Linked DNA regions of Sus scrofa: region 2 is linked to region 1. A link is a contact called in public HiChIP or PLAC-seq data. All regions are on one chromosome and are shown on one strand. Each heading gives the region's core, a stretch centred on a gene start, on an enhancer-like site or on the middle of the called end of the contact. The rest is flanking DNA. Distances are from core to core; before and after follow the strand shown. Region 1 overlaps LOC106508846 (a long non-coding RNA gene). Region 2 overlaps EPB41L2 (band 4.1-like protein 2).

The links. HiChIP or PLAC-seq counts read pairs in DNA pulled down with a chosen protein or histone mark.
Region 2: an H3K27ac HiChIP or PLAC-seq map of alveolar macrophages shows a contact between it and region 1. The contact joins two enhancer-like sites. A contact is called at or near these places in 17 of 47 Hi-C or Micro-C datasets (adipocytes, alveolar macrophages, blood and 10 more) and 2 of 2 datasets of contacts at active chromatin or transcription factors (alveolar macrophages and skeletal muscle).

Annotation. Positions count from the first base shown.
Region 1 is chr1:32,045,486-32,051,490 of Sscrofa11.1, forward strand. All of the region lies in intron 4 of LOC106508846 (a long non-coding RNA gene), which reads right to left. Among named protein-coding and RNA genes, the nearest start is that of ARG1, 28 kb to the left of the region's middle. Within about 2 kb of position 3,861, at least 3 of the 83 cell types and tissues checked have an H3K27ac peak or open chromatin away from gene starts, as enhancers often do. A contact at or near this core is called in alveolar macrophages, where this site is marked.
Region 2 is chr1:32,567,269-32,573,273 of Sscrofa11.1, forward strand. EPB41L2 (band 4.1-like protein 2) reads left to right here. Exons shown (of 18, transcript XM_021088293.1): 6 at 1-20; 7 at 3,451-3,669; 8 at 5,212-5,299. Among named protein-coding and RNA genes, the nearest start is that of SMLR1, 140 kb to the right of the region's middle. Within about 2 kb of position 3,498, at least 13 of the 83 cell types and tissues checked have an H3K27ac peak or open chromatin away from gene starts, as enhancers often do. A contact at or near this core is called in alveolar macrophages, where this site is marked.

The sequences.
Region 1 (6,005 bases), core at 2,611-5,110:
TTTTTACAGTTTTCGCCTCCTTGAAACATTCTTGCTTTCAACAGGGGCAAGAATCAGGGCAATTCTGCTTTTAACCTCTAGTCCCAGATGGTGTAGTGGCTAGGATTCCTGGTTTCCCAAATTCAGTTCCTGAAAGGGAAATTAAGATCTCACTTCAAGCCTTTGCTCCCTGCTGTGTTCCTGAAATCAGTGGGACAAGACACCTGAGGATGGGCTTCTTCAATTCCAGGTGACATGTACTCCCTTTAACAATGTCTTTGAGGAAAGAAAAAGAAAGAAAGAAAGAAAGAAAGAAAGAAAGAAAGAAAGAAAGAAAGAAAGAAAGAAAGAAAGAAAGGAAGGAAGGAAGGAAGGAAGGAAGGAAGGAAGGAAGGAAAGAAGGAAGGAAAGAAGGAAAGAAGGAAAGAAGGAAAGAAGGAAGATCGATTCCTGTACCAGAAAGAGGACGATAACAAACTATCTAGAAAATTTTATCAATGGAAAAGTCAAGGACTTAAATCTACACAACAAACATACCTTTGTTTACTGTGCTTTGCCTAAGCTCTCCTATCTCCCCACCCTCACCCCCAATATCTCCTTTTATCTTTAGTTGGAGATGGTATTTAAGGTAGTAGCTTGGCCCATCTCAAGGAGTTACACATATGATTAAACTTCTATTTGTTTTTCTCTCATTCATGTATCTTTTTATTATAGAGGTTCACAGCCAATAACCTTGAAAAGTGGAGGGAAAATTATTTTCCCTCTCCTACAGCATAACAAGATAGCTACATAGCTAAAGTAACATTTTCTAACTAAAAACATTGTTCTAAAATCTTTAGTATCATCTAATAACCAGTCCACATTTAAATTTCCCAATCAATACATAGGAAATAATAAAATTAGGAAATACACATTTCACTACAATTCATCCAATCATTTATTCAGGCAAGGAACTGGTGTTGACCCTTAGGAGAATAATTGTTGGAGAAGCGGACAACTGAATGGGGCCACAATAACACCACAAAGATTAGGTTTTGGTTGCCATGGACGGCTCAAGAGGTTAACCCTACATCCCCCCTGCCCTCCCCCGCCCCGTGGTTTCATCCTACTGGTGGACAACCAGATTTCAAGAGTCCTATGGTGAGATGCGATATGAAATGAAACACATCATCTAGGATGTATTATAGCCAGAAATGTTTAAATCAAATCAGGCCTTTATATCTAATTTCCAATTAACAGCCAAAAGGTAAATGATACCACGAGGAAATGATCAGATAAATCCAGAATTGGGGGTATATTCTTCATTGTAAACCATTCTCTTGAGCAAGACAGTCCCATTAAAATGTTAGCCTGGCGAGATTAAAATGAGATTAAAGCACTAACAATCGGCCCAAGAAATAGCAACAACAACAACAACAAAAGACAAAAAGACAAAAAAAAAAAAAAAAAAACAATTTTCTACATAAAAATAAATGTTAAGAAAGCTGCTAGATGAAGGGGAGGAAACCTAATTTTCCAGTTATAGGAAGTCGTCAGGCAAAACATAGTAAACAAGGGTTTAATTATTATGTCAATTTAATACAGACAAATGAAACAGAATAAAGAACCCAGAAATCTATGGTCAATTAAACTTTGACAAAGGAGGCAAGAACATAAAATGCGGAAAAGACAGTCTTTTCAGCAAGTATTGATGGGAAACCTGGACAGCTGAATGCAAATCAATGAAACTACAACACACCCTCACACCATGCATGAAAATAAACTCGAAATGGCTTCAAGACTTAGATATAAGACAAGACGCCATCAAACTCCTGGAAGAGAACATAGCCAAAACCCTCTCTAACATCAACCTTCCAAATGTTTTCTCAGGTCAGTCTCCCAAGCAACAGAAATAAAAGCAAAAATAAACCAATGGGACCTAATCAAACTGACAAGCTTTTGCACAGCAAACGAAACCAAAAAGAAAACAAAAAGACAACTTACAGAATGGGAGAAAATGGTTTCAAATGATGCAACTGACAAGGGCTTAATCTCTAGAATATACAAGCAACGTATACAACTCAACAGCAAAAAAACCAACAACCCAATGGGCAAAAGACATGAATAGACATTTTTCCAAGGAAGATGTACAGATGGCCAATATCCCTGATATCATATTAGAGAAATGCAAATCAAAACTACCACGAGATACCACCTCACACCAGTCAGTATGGCCATCATTAATAAATAACAAATGCTGGAGGGGGTGTGGAGAAAAGGGAACCCTCCTGCACTGTTGGTGGGAATGTAAGCTGGTACAACCACTACGGAGAACAGCATGGAGGTACCTTAGAAATCTATACATAGAACTACCATATGACCCAGCAATCCCACTCTTGGGCATATATCCAGACAAAACTTTCCTTAAAAAAGACACGTGCACCCGCATGTTGATTGCAGCACTATTTACCATAGGCAAGACATGGAAACAACCCAAATGTCCACCTAAGATGATTGGATCAGGAAGATATGGTATATATACACAATGGAATACTACTCAGCCATAAAAAGAACACGATAATGCCATTTGCAGCAACATGGATGGAACTAGAGACTCTCATACTGAGTAAAGTCAAGTCAGAAAGAGAAACGCAAATACCATATGTTATCACTTATATCAGGAATCTAGCATATGGCACAAATGAACCTTTCCACAGAAAAGAAAATCCTGGACTTGGAGAATAGACTTGTGGTTGCCAAGGGGGAGGGGGAGGAGTAGGGTGGATGGGGAGCTTTGGGTTAATAGATGCAAACTATTGCCTTTGGAATGGATTAGCAATGAGATTCTGCTGTGTAGTGCTGGGAACTATGTCTAGTACTTATGATGGAGCATGATAATGTGTGAAAATAGAATGTGTACATATATGTGTAACTGGGTCACCATGCTGTACAGTAGAAAAAAAACTGTATTGGGGAAATAACAATTTTAAAAAAGATTTCACTTAATTATTATATCAATTTAAGTTGCTGCCTTCTCCACTGACAAGAGATTGTAGCAATTTCATCATCTTTCTCTTTCTGGTACAGAGAGGGAGACACCCTCACCAATGAAGATTTCCCTGATAAATGGAAATGTCCCTGACCAAAGGGTAACTTCTGTTCAGTTTTCAAAGCTTCCCTTGTGTCTGCTATTTCTTAAAAAAGACCAGCTCAAGACAATCCTTATGCCAAAGAGGCATATTTGGGGGTGCATATTCTGCTCTCCTTTATGGCCAATTAGAAAGCACATTTTTCACTGAGTTAATTATTTTCCATAACCTGTAACTGCATTATAGTACAAAGTTGTCATATCTCTGGGGATTTGTAACTACTCAGCCTAAAACTTAAGTCTCTGTTGGCTGTGTTGGCCATATCCAGCAGCCATAGCAATCCACAGCTTCACTGATGGGAAATGTGGGAGTATTAGCTGGCTAGGGCTGTCATCAAAAAAAATAGAAATCTATTCTTTCACAGTTCTAGAAGCTAGAAGTCCAAGGTGAAAGTGTCAGTAGGACTGGTTCTTTCTGAGGGCTGTGAGAGAGAATCTCTCCTCAGCTTTTGGTGGTTTATGAGCAATTCTAGGTGCTCTGGTTTTTAGAAGCATCACCGCCACCTCTGCCTTGGTTGTCACAAATTTCCCCCTTTTATAAGGACGCCAGTCCTGTTGGATTAGGGTGTACCCTAATGACCACATATTAACTTGATTACCTCTATAAAGACCCTATTGCCAAATAGGATCTCATTCTGAGGTACTGGGGGTTGAGACGTCAACATATGAACTTGGGGGATAGATAGGGTACTGTTCTACCCTTTACAGTGGGGAAGAGCTAAGTCTCTGATTGTGTGAAACCACAGTCTTGAAAAGCCTAGAGTCACAGAGTGCACAAGCCTGAGCATCAACAGGGAGGGGGGTCCCAGGGAAAGGGTGCCACCTCCCTTGCCATGGATTACGGCAACATAGCTTCTACCTCTTCACATATTGGTGTTCACATGAGATTTCCTGAAAAAAGGAAAACTGTCAGGAAGGGAAAAGGGGAGTTGTTCAATGGATACAGGGTTTCTATTTTACAAGATGAAAAGGTCTAGAGTTCTGGTGCACAGCAAAGTACCTCTGCCTATCACTACTGTACTCTACACACTTACAAATGGTTCAGACGGTAAATTTTATGTTACGTGATTTTTATCACATTTTTTGAACAAAGCACCCCAAACTATATTTGCTCAACTGATTTTTGTCTTACAGCAATATTTCCTGAAGAGGAGACTCACAGACGATGACTCATTTTCCCAACATATGCAGTTTTTAAAGGTTACACTCCACTTACTGTTAGCATATTGGCTATATTCCTGTGTTGTACAATACATCCTTGTGGCCTATCTTACACCCAATAGTTTGTAACTCCCACTTCTCCACCTCTTATGTTGCCCCTCCCCGTCTTACTGGTAATGAGTAGTTTGTTCTCTGTATGTGTACCACAATTTTTTAAAAAAAGAGAAGTCTGTCATAAACCCATGCTCCATGGAAGGACTAACCATGCCCTGTAGCCTGTGCCACACCACACAGTGACAGCTGTATTTGCACAGGAAAAACAAATGTCAGCCACATTCTGCCCCTCGCTCCATCACCACAATTTCTTCTTACCCTGAAATTCCAAGAATCTCTGAGAACTAATTCTCCTGTTTTACAAAGTTATTTTTCCTCCCTCCTGAGAATGAATCTGATTTTCTTAAGAAACGTTCCAATGCATACGTGGTTTTGGTTCAATGACAGTTATAGGCAAAGCATGAAACCTGAAAATTTCAACCTTGCTCCTTTCTATATTTTTTTTATTGTGTATGACTTTGGAAATACAAACCAAAAAATAAAGATAAAATAATACCATGATCCAAGGACTAAAATTGGAAATCAAAACACAATATATAAGCCATCCAAGAAGATGTGAAGTGCTATTGGATTGTGGTTTTATTTTACGTTTCTCTAAGGACAAATGTGACCATATTTTCATGTGCTCATTGGCCATGTAAGAATATACATTTAGAGAAAAAATGCATATTCAAATTCATTGCTTTTTTTTTTTTTTTTTGTATTTTTGCTATTTTCTTGGGCCACTGCGGTGGCATATGGAGGTTCCCAGGCTAGGGGTCTAATCGGAGCTGTGGCTGCCGGCCTACACCACAGCTCACGGCAACTCCGGATCCTTAACCCACTGAGCAAGGCCAGGGATCGAACCCGCAACCTCATGGTTCCTAGTCGGATTTGTTAACCACTGCACCACGACGGGAACTCCTGTAAGAATTCTTTATATGCCACGGATACCAAAACTTTATCAGATACATGATTTACAGGAAAGTATCCGTAGTATACAAATACTGGTTCCCAAACTTTGTTAATAAAATCTATTACACAAGGGGGCGCTAGATTACATATAATAAATTAATCTCGTAAAAGAACAGACAAATTAGCTTTAGAATATAATTTAACATAAAATAAATTGTAGCTATAGTTGAGAATTGTCAGTATTAACCAATTGAAGAGTTTTTTTCACATTCCACGTGGAATTTAATCTCTTTTTACATCTGAGATTTCAAAAGTTTCTTTGAATGAATTCTACACACACACACACACACACACACACACACACACAAACATGCATGGCAAATCAATGCACCCATCTCTCATTTGATCTGAAATAGCAATGAGGTCTAAGAGTATTTAGCTTTCTTACCTATGTAATGCATTAAGTAATTAGAAGCATTTGTCAAACTCCACTGGTGATGCAGCATGTCTTTTAAAAGGTTATTCATTTACACGGATTTTAAATTTAAACATTTAAGGGAATTACATGTTATCATGAATCATAGTTCATTCTGGCCGGGTCATTCCTCCTAACTTTACACTTTCCCATCCCACAGAGGTATTTATAGGAACTATCAAGAACAAATCAGCAAAATTTTCAGGAGAGGGAAGAAATATCCGGAAACATTTATGTCCTCATTTCAAATTTGTC
Region 2 (6,005 bases), core at 2,248-4,747, 520 kb after region 1:
TTGACTGAAGATATCACCAGGTACCTTAAATTCATATTTTTAAAATATGATCATTTACTTAACAGCTCTCATTTCTGTGCCCTGGAGGAGTGGTGATAATTTCAGGAGCAGAACCAAAAAAACCCACCCAAAACATTTTTTCCTTGAGTTTTAGAAGTTTCTTTGGAAGTGAGATATTCCAAAATAGTTTGAAATGTTGCTAGTTTCAAACATTTCATTCACTTGTCTTTAATTTCCCATTTATATTTGAGTAATGGAATTTTTTTTAAAACTGGTAGCAACTTCATTTCCCGTGTTATACTTTCAAAAATCACTAATATTTAATATTTCAGATTTTGGTACTAAGATTGTTTTTATTATATAATAATAATGTCTGCCTGTGTACTAACCTTGTATTACAAAGGTAACATAAAGGTAGAAAAATGTATAACGTATCAAATGTTAAAGGTCTATTTTTGGACGTCTACTTAACTATAATTTTTTTAACCCCCACCCCCTGCAATCCCCATCTCCTTGTCCCAAGATTTGGAAAAAAAAAAACCAAAACAAAAAAAAAAAAACCAGTAAGATAGGCTTTCTTATGTAAGCATCAGTAGCTATTTCTTTTCCATCTCCTCTGAGATTTTTCTGGACAATACAGACATATGCTTAAATTGCAAATAGAAGATTCAGTTTAGGAGCAAGAGAGCATTTGTGGGTTTTGAGAGTGACTGAGTATTTGAATGGTAACCAAGGAACATTCATATCTACAAGGGCCTTGATATCTTAGCCCTATTAAGCTGAGTACCAGTGATAAGGCTCTTTAGCTTTGGTAAGAGTAGGTCCATAAGGTGATTTTTATCTATTTTTTAAAAGGTTATTTACCTGGCCAGGGAAAACTGTGTTCTTTGTATATACTTTTAGAAAATTGGTATTAGCAAAAGACTCTGTTTTTGATTTTTGTGGTTCCTGTTTGCTGCTAGGCCAGTTCTGCTGTCAGACATGAAGCTGGGTAGGTATTTAAACAAGTGTATGATATCCACGTGAACGAAGAATGAGAGAGATTTCTTCCCAAGGTTGGGCAAATGACAGCACCCTACCCACACACACACCCGTTATTGGTTATTGCTGAATAAGGATTTACTGATACTAATTGAGTTGTGATTGAATTAGCTTCAGCTAATTAATAATAAATAATAAATAGCACTTTGCCATCACTCAGTGAGCTGCTCAGAGCATGAAACTTTTGACGGGTTGCTGTGCGTATGCTGTAGAGCCTCACCGCAGAGTGTCCTTGACCAGTGCACATAATTGGGGCTTTGTGATCTAACGCCCTGTCTGTACATACACTCCCCCTTACAGTGATTCCTTTGAGGGATGATAATCCTTTGGTGATTGCAACTTTATGGCACCGGGAAAGTGCTTTGGTATTCTTTTAGATGGACCTTGAACAGTCTCCCTGTGTGTTTTGGAGGAATGAGATAGTAATCTAGTGAGCTAATAACTAAGACGCTCTTGCTACAGCCTGAGACCAGCCTGTAAGAAGAGCTTTGCAGCCTAAACGTTACAATTGAAATCCTCACCAGACTTGAGTGAACATCTGGAAGATGGGATAGACTTTTGCGGAGGGCAAGAACAGAGTTCAGAGTAATGTTTGAGGAATGATCTGTCCTGCCCTGTCGAGGAGATGGAGTTGGAGCATTTCCTGTTGAGGCTCAGCGGGTTGAGAACCTCAGCAGTATCCATGAGGATGCGGGTTTGATCCCCGGCCTTGCCCAGTGGGTTAAGGATCCGCATTGCCGTGAGCTGTGGTGTAGGTCACAGATGTGGCTCAGATCTGGTGTTGCTGTGGCTGTGGTGTAGGCCAGCAGCTGCAGCTCCAATTTGACCCCTAGCCCTCGAACTTCCATGTGCCTCAGGTGTGGTCCTAAAAAGGAAAAAAAAAAAGTGAAGGAGATGGAGTTGGGAAACTCAGGAGGCTGTTACGGTTTTTGTTTGAAGTTTTCAGCCTTTTTAGACTTGGGCTTTGACAACAGAAGAAAAGATCAATGTGAAAAGTAGAAATGATAATATAAAAAGGAGCAACATTTACTTCCATTTGGTAATAAATGGAATCTTTGTGTTTATGTCTTAACTGTGCCATAAAATGTGGTGAATTAGCACTATTCTCGATTAGACATAGAGAAATTGAGGGTAACCTGGAATCATTTCAAAACTGAGCTTTCTCAAATAAGGGCAATGATGCTCTGTTGTTCTAGGGTCAAGGAAACACATAATCTCCTTAGAAAGAGAGCTCCTGCAGGGCATAAAAACACTCTGACTGTAGTGGTGAGACGACTTGCATTCTTAGAAAACCATGGAGCACTTGCCATGTGGCCAGCACTTGGCCAAGCCTGAGATTATGATGATAATAGAGTCCCTGCCCTGCTTGACAGGAGATTGGGGTAATAATACAGGTATAAGGTCTTCAAGCATGAGGATGCTACATCTTGTTTGGAGGGGTCGATGCTAACCTTAGCAAATGGTTACATTCAAAAGCAGAAATCAGGTTTTAAAAGGAGTTAATAGTGGAACCTCCCTCCCCCCCCAAATCCTCATAGAATATAAATAACATATTTCTGCATGTTATTTAGTAAAAGCCAGAATCTTCTAACTGTAATAATCCACTTAGGACATTGAATGATTATTGTAACTAATAATATGATTATGGATACTAATTGTTATTGATTCCCGGGTTCCAAGACAGATGTTTTATTTATATTCTCTAATTTTTAACCCTCTTCTTCAAAGGGAAATAGAGTTCTTCCCATTTTATATGTGGGAATTATACTTAGGCAAGTAAATCAATTGCTCAAGGTCACATAGCTCTGCTGGGTTCTGAAGCCCATGCTTTTTCTACTATAAACTAAGTTAGCTGCCTTTTTAGATAGGGTCAGTGGGCAAGTAAGGGCTTCCACGTGGAGACTGACTTATAATGGTTGTTAAAGGTGTCTCAAAAAAAGAAATGAGTATGAAAAAGGTGGAGGGGGTAAAGTGTGGGTGACCTTAGCTTTTCCTGCAAATGCATAAGAACTGCAGCTATTTCTTAAATTTTATTAATCTGTACAAGTTGGAGGAGCATGCTGAATTTGATTATACTTTTAAATCCAAGGAGACAGTCTAAGTGATTGGAGTTTCACTTGGAGTCATTAAACTCTTGATTATAATAGTAATAATAACACCTGTCAGAAGAGCAGTTGAGACTTTCCACTCTTACTTTGCCCTCTAGATTCAGTTTCTGTAAATAGCCAGCAAGGGTTAGGAGTCCAAGGAGGAAGGTGGGCATTTTCTTACAGAAGACTTTTATGCTCTGGATTTGAAGAGTGCCTATGTTGTATATTTGTTTTCAAAGGAATATCTGACTTATATTTAGGAGTGCTACAATCTTAACTAATTGTTCTCCTGACCCGTCTCTCCCCCTGTTCCTTGCAGATACTTCTTGTGCCTTCAGCTCCGGCAGGACATTGCCTCAGGCCGCCTGCCCTGCTCTCTTATGACTCACGCCCTCCTGGGCTCTTACACACTGCAGGCTGAACTTGGCGACTATGACCCAGAAGAGCATGACAGTAATGACCTCAGTGACTTCCAGTTTGCCCCCACCCAGACCAAGGAGCTGGAAGAGAAGGTGGCAGAGCTGTATAAAACCCACAGGTCTGTAGACTTGCTTACTGGAGAGGGAGTAACCATGGTGGGTTTAAATGGCTTCCCTTGGAACATTGCCAGACATTTGAGTGTAGTTCAGGGGATTGTTCATTTCACCCTTGTGGAGCTTCACGTAGTGCGAGGCAAGGCAGCTTTGAGTCACTGAGCTATCCTTCCATCGTCTTTATGGCTATTTGAGAAACTATGCTCACGAGGGTAAATGTTTTCATTTATCAGGAAAATTTACTTTTCCCTGTGATATCTCCTTTATCCTGCTCCCAGTCCTATCCCTTCACACACACACACACACACACACACACACACACACACAATTGTTTGCATTTACTGTGTATTTCTTCTGTCTTTTAATTGTCTTTATTATCATACTTGATAAGAAAGCCAGGGAGATAATGAAGCATCAAGACTTGAATCAGAAATGTGAGTGGTTATATATAAAATAAACAACAGGGACCTACTGTGTAGCACAGGGAACTATAGTCAATATCTTGTAATAACCTATAATGAAAAAAAAATATTTATCTACATATAACTGAATCACGGTGCTGTACACCAGAAACTAATAACAACATTGTAAATCAATTGTGTTTTAATTAAAAAAAAGAGAAACAAGAGTGGTAAATGGAGGTAGGAATGGTAATTGAAATCTACGGGTGTTTTTCTACCCATAAAAGATGACTTTTGGTTTAGTTTAGCATTACTTAATTACTTAAATACCATATTACACTTTGAGAACTTTATATCTGTGTGAAAACAAAATTTTTTTAAGCACAAGTTTTTAAAACTCCAGCAACTAACTTGTCCCATACTGCAAAATGGAAGTTTTCAAAAATTTTGACTGAAATATCTGAAAGGTACTTTGAGAGATTAGAGATTTTTAAGCAGACTACCACCATTGACTTTTCTTTTAAAAAGTGCAATATTTGACTTTATATTCTTATTAACTTTATTACCATTCTATTCAGTAGACATATGTAATTTGAAATTGAAATTCAGGTGCTGAGATGCCATGGGGAATATGAAGATTAATGGACCCGGCTTTGTAGGAACTTCAGATTCATTTCGTTGGGAATATAGATAAGAATGGAAATAATTTTAATATGGACAGAATGTGGTCTGTCAGGTGTAAAATCAAATCCGAGTACTTCTGATCTTTAGTATGGTCGATCCTAGTGAAATAAATTAAGGAGAGTATTTGTCTATTTCAGAAAGATGAGATCACTTTTTATTCTTAATTTATGTTGTACCCATTATTGCTGGGGCTTTTTTGCCCAGTGGAAAAAATTGAAAGCATGTTTCTGAGATAAAGTGTAAAGATGAAGGTGCAGCTCCTTGCCATGAATAGGTTTATATTGGAGGATCTTAAAAGAAAAATGCAAGAGGTTGAGAGTTGAGCCTTCTTATCTGTTTGCACATATGGCTGGGTCACTCCCTCCACCTTAAACTCTCCAAGCTCATACCCCACTTTCCCTATTTTAGCCACATTTGCTTTGTGTCCGTCAATATGATAATATTGTTTCTTTTGATTCTTAGGGGCTTATCTCCAGCACAAGCTGATTCTCAGTTCTTAGAAAATGCCAAGAGGCTTTCCATGTATGGTGTTGACCTGCATCATGCCAAGGTACTGTGAGTGTAACAGGGAATTGGCATCTTTCCAGCATGTTGCCTGAAGTTTTGGGAGGGCTCCAGTTTTAGACCAGCCTAGCTCACTTTTAGGAAAATGCTACTCACCCAAGGATCTCTATAATATTTCCTTGGAGTTTCCAATTGTGGGGTCTGTGGTTATGAGGGGGGGCCAGTGATTCTCCCCCCTTACTCATTCTTCTTTTTCTAATCTTTTAAATTGATACCCTTTCACACGTACTTACTCTAAGATTACTTTAATCCTCCTTCTTTACTCCACATCCTGTCTTTATTCTGTGTCCAGTTTTTGCTTTGCCAAGTGCTGCCTCTGTCCCAGCCCCATCCCCCACCTCTGTCTTGGGAGAGGAGAACAAATCTTAGCCACTGTGAAAGGTCAAGGCAGTGCAGATAGAACCACTTTCCAAAAAAACTGCTGGCGAAGGAGCCCTAGAGTTGAGCTTTTCCCTGCGGGTCTGCTTTTTGCCTCTGGTAAGATCAATGAGGCTGGCCCAGGTTCCAGGCCTTTGTCTGATGTGAACAATGGGGAAAGAATGGAATCATGGAGGTAGCAGGTGCAGGGTTGCTGGGGAAGATGCCAGTAACAGACATTCCCTAGGATGGTCAGGTAGTGGGAGGAGTCAGGGGTGGAGGTGGGGGAGTACAAGACACAAGGTGAAAGATGCATCTGGGTTTAAAAAATATAT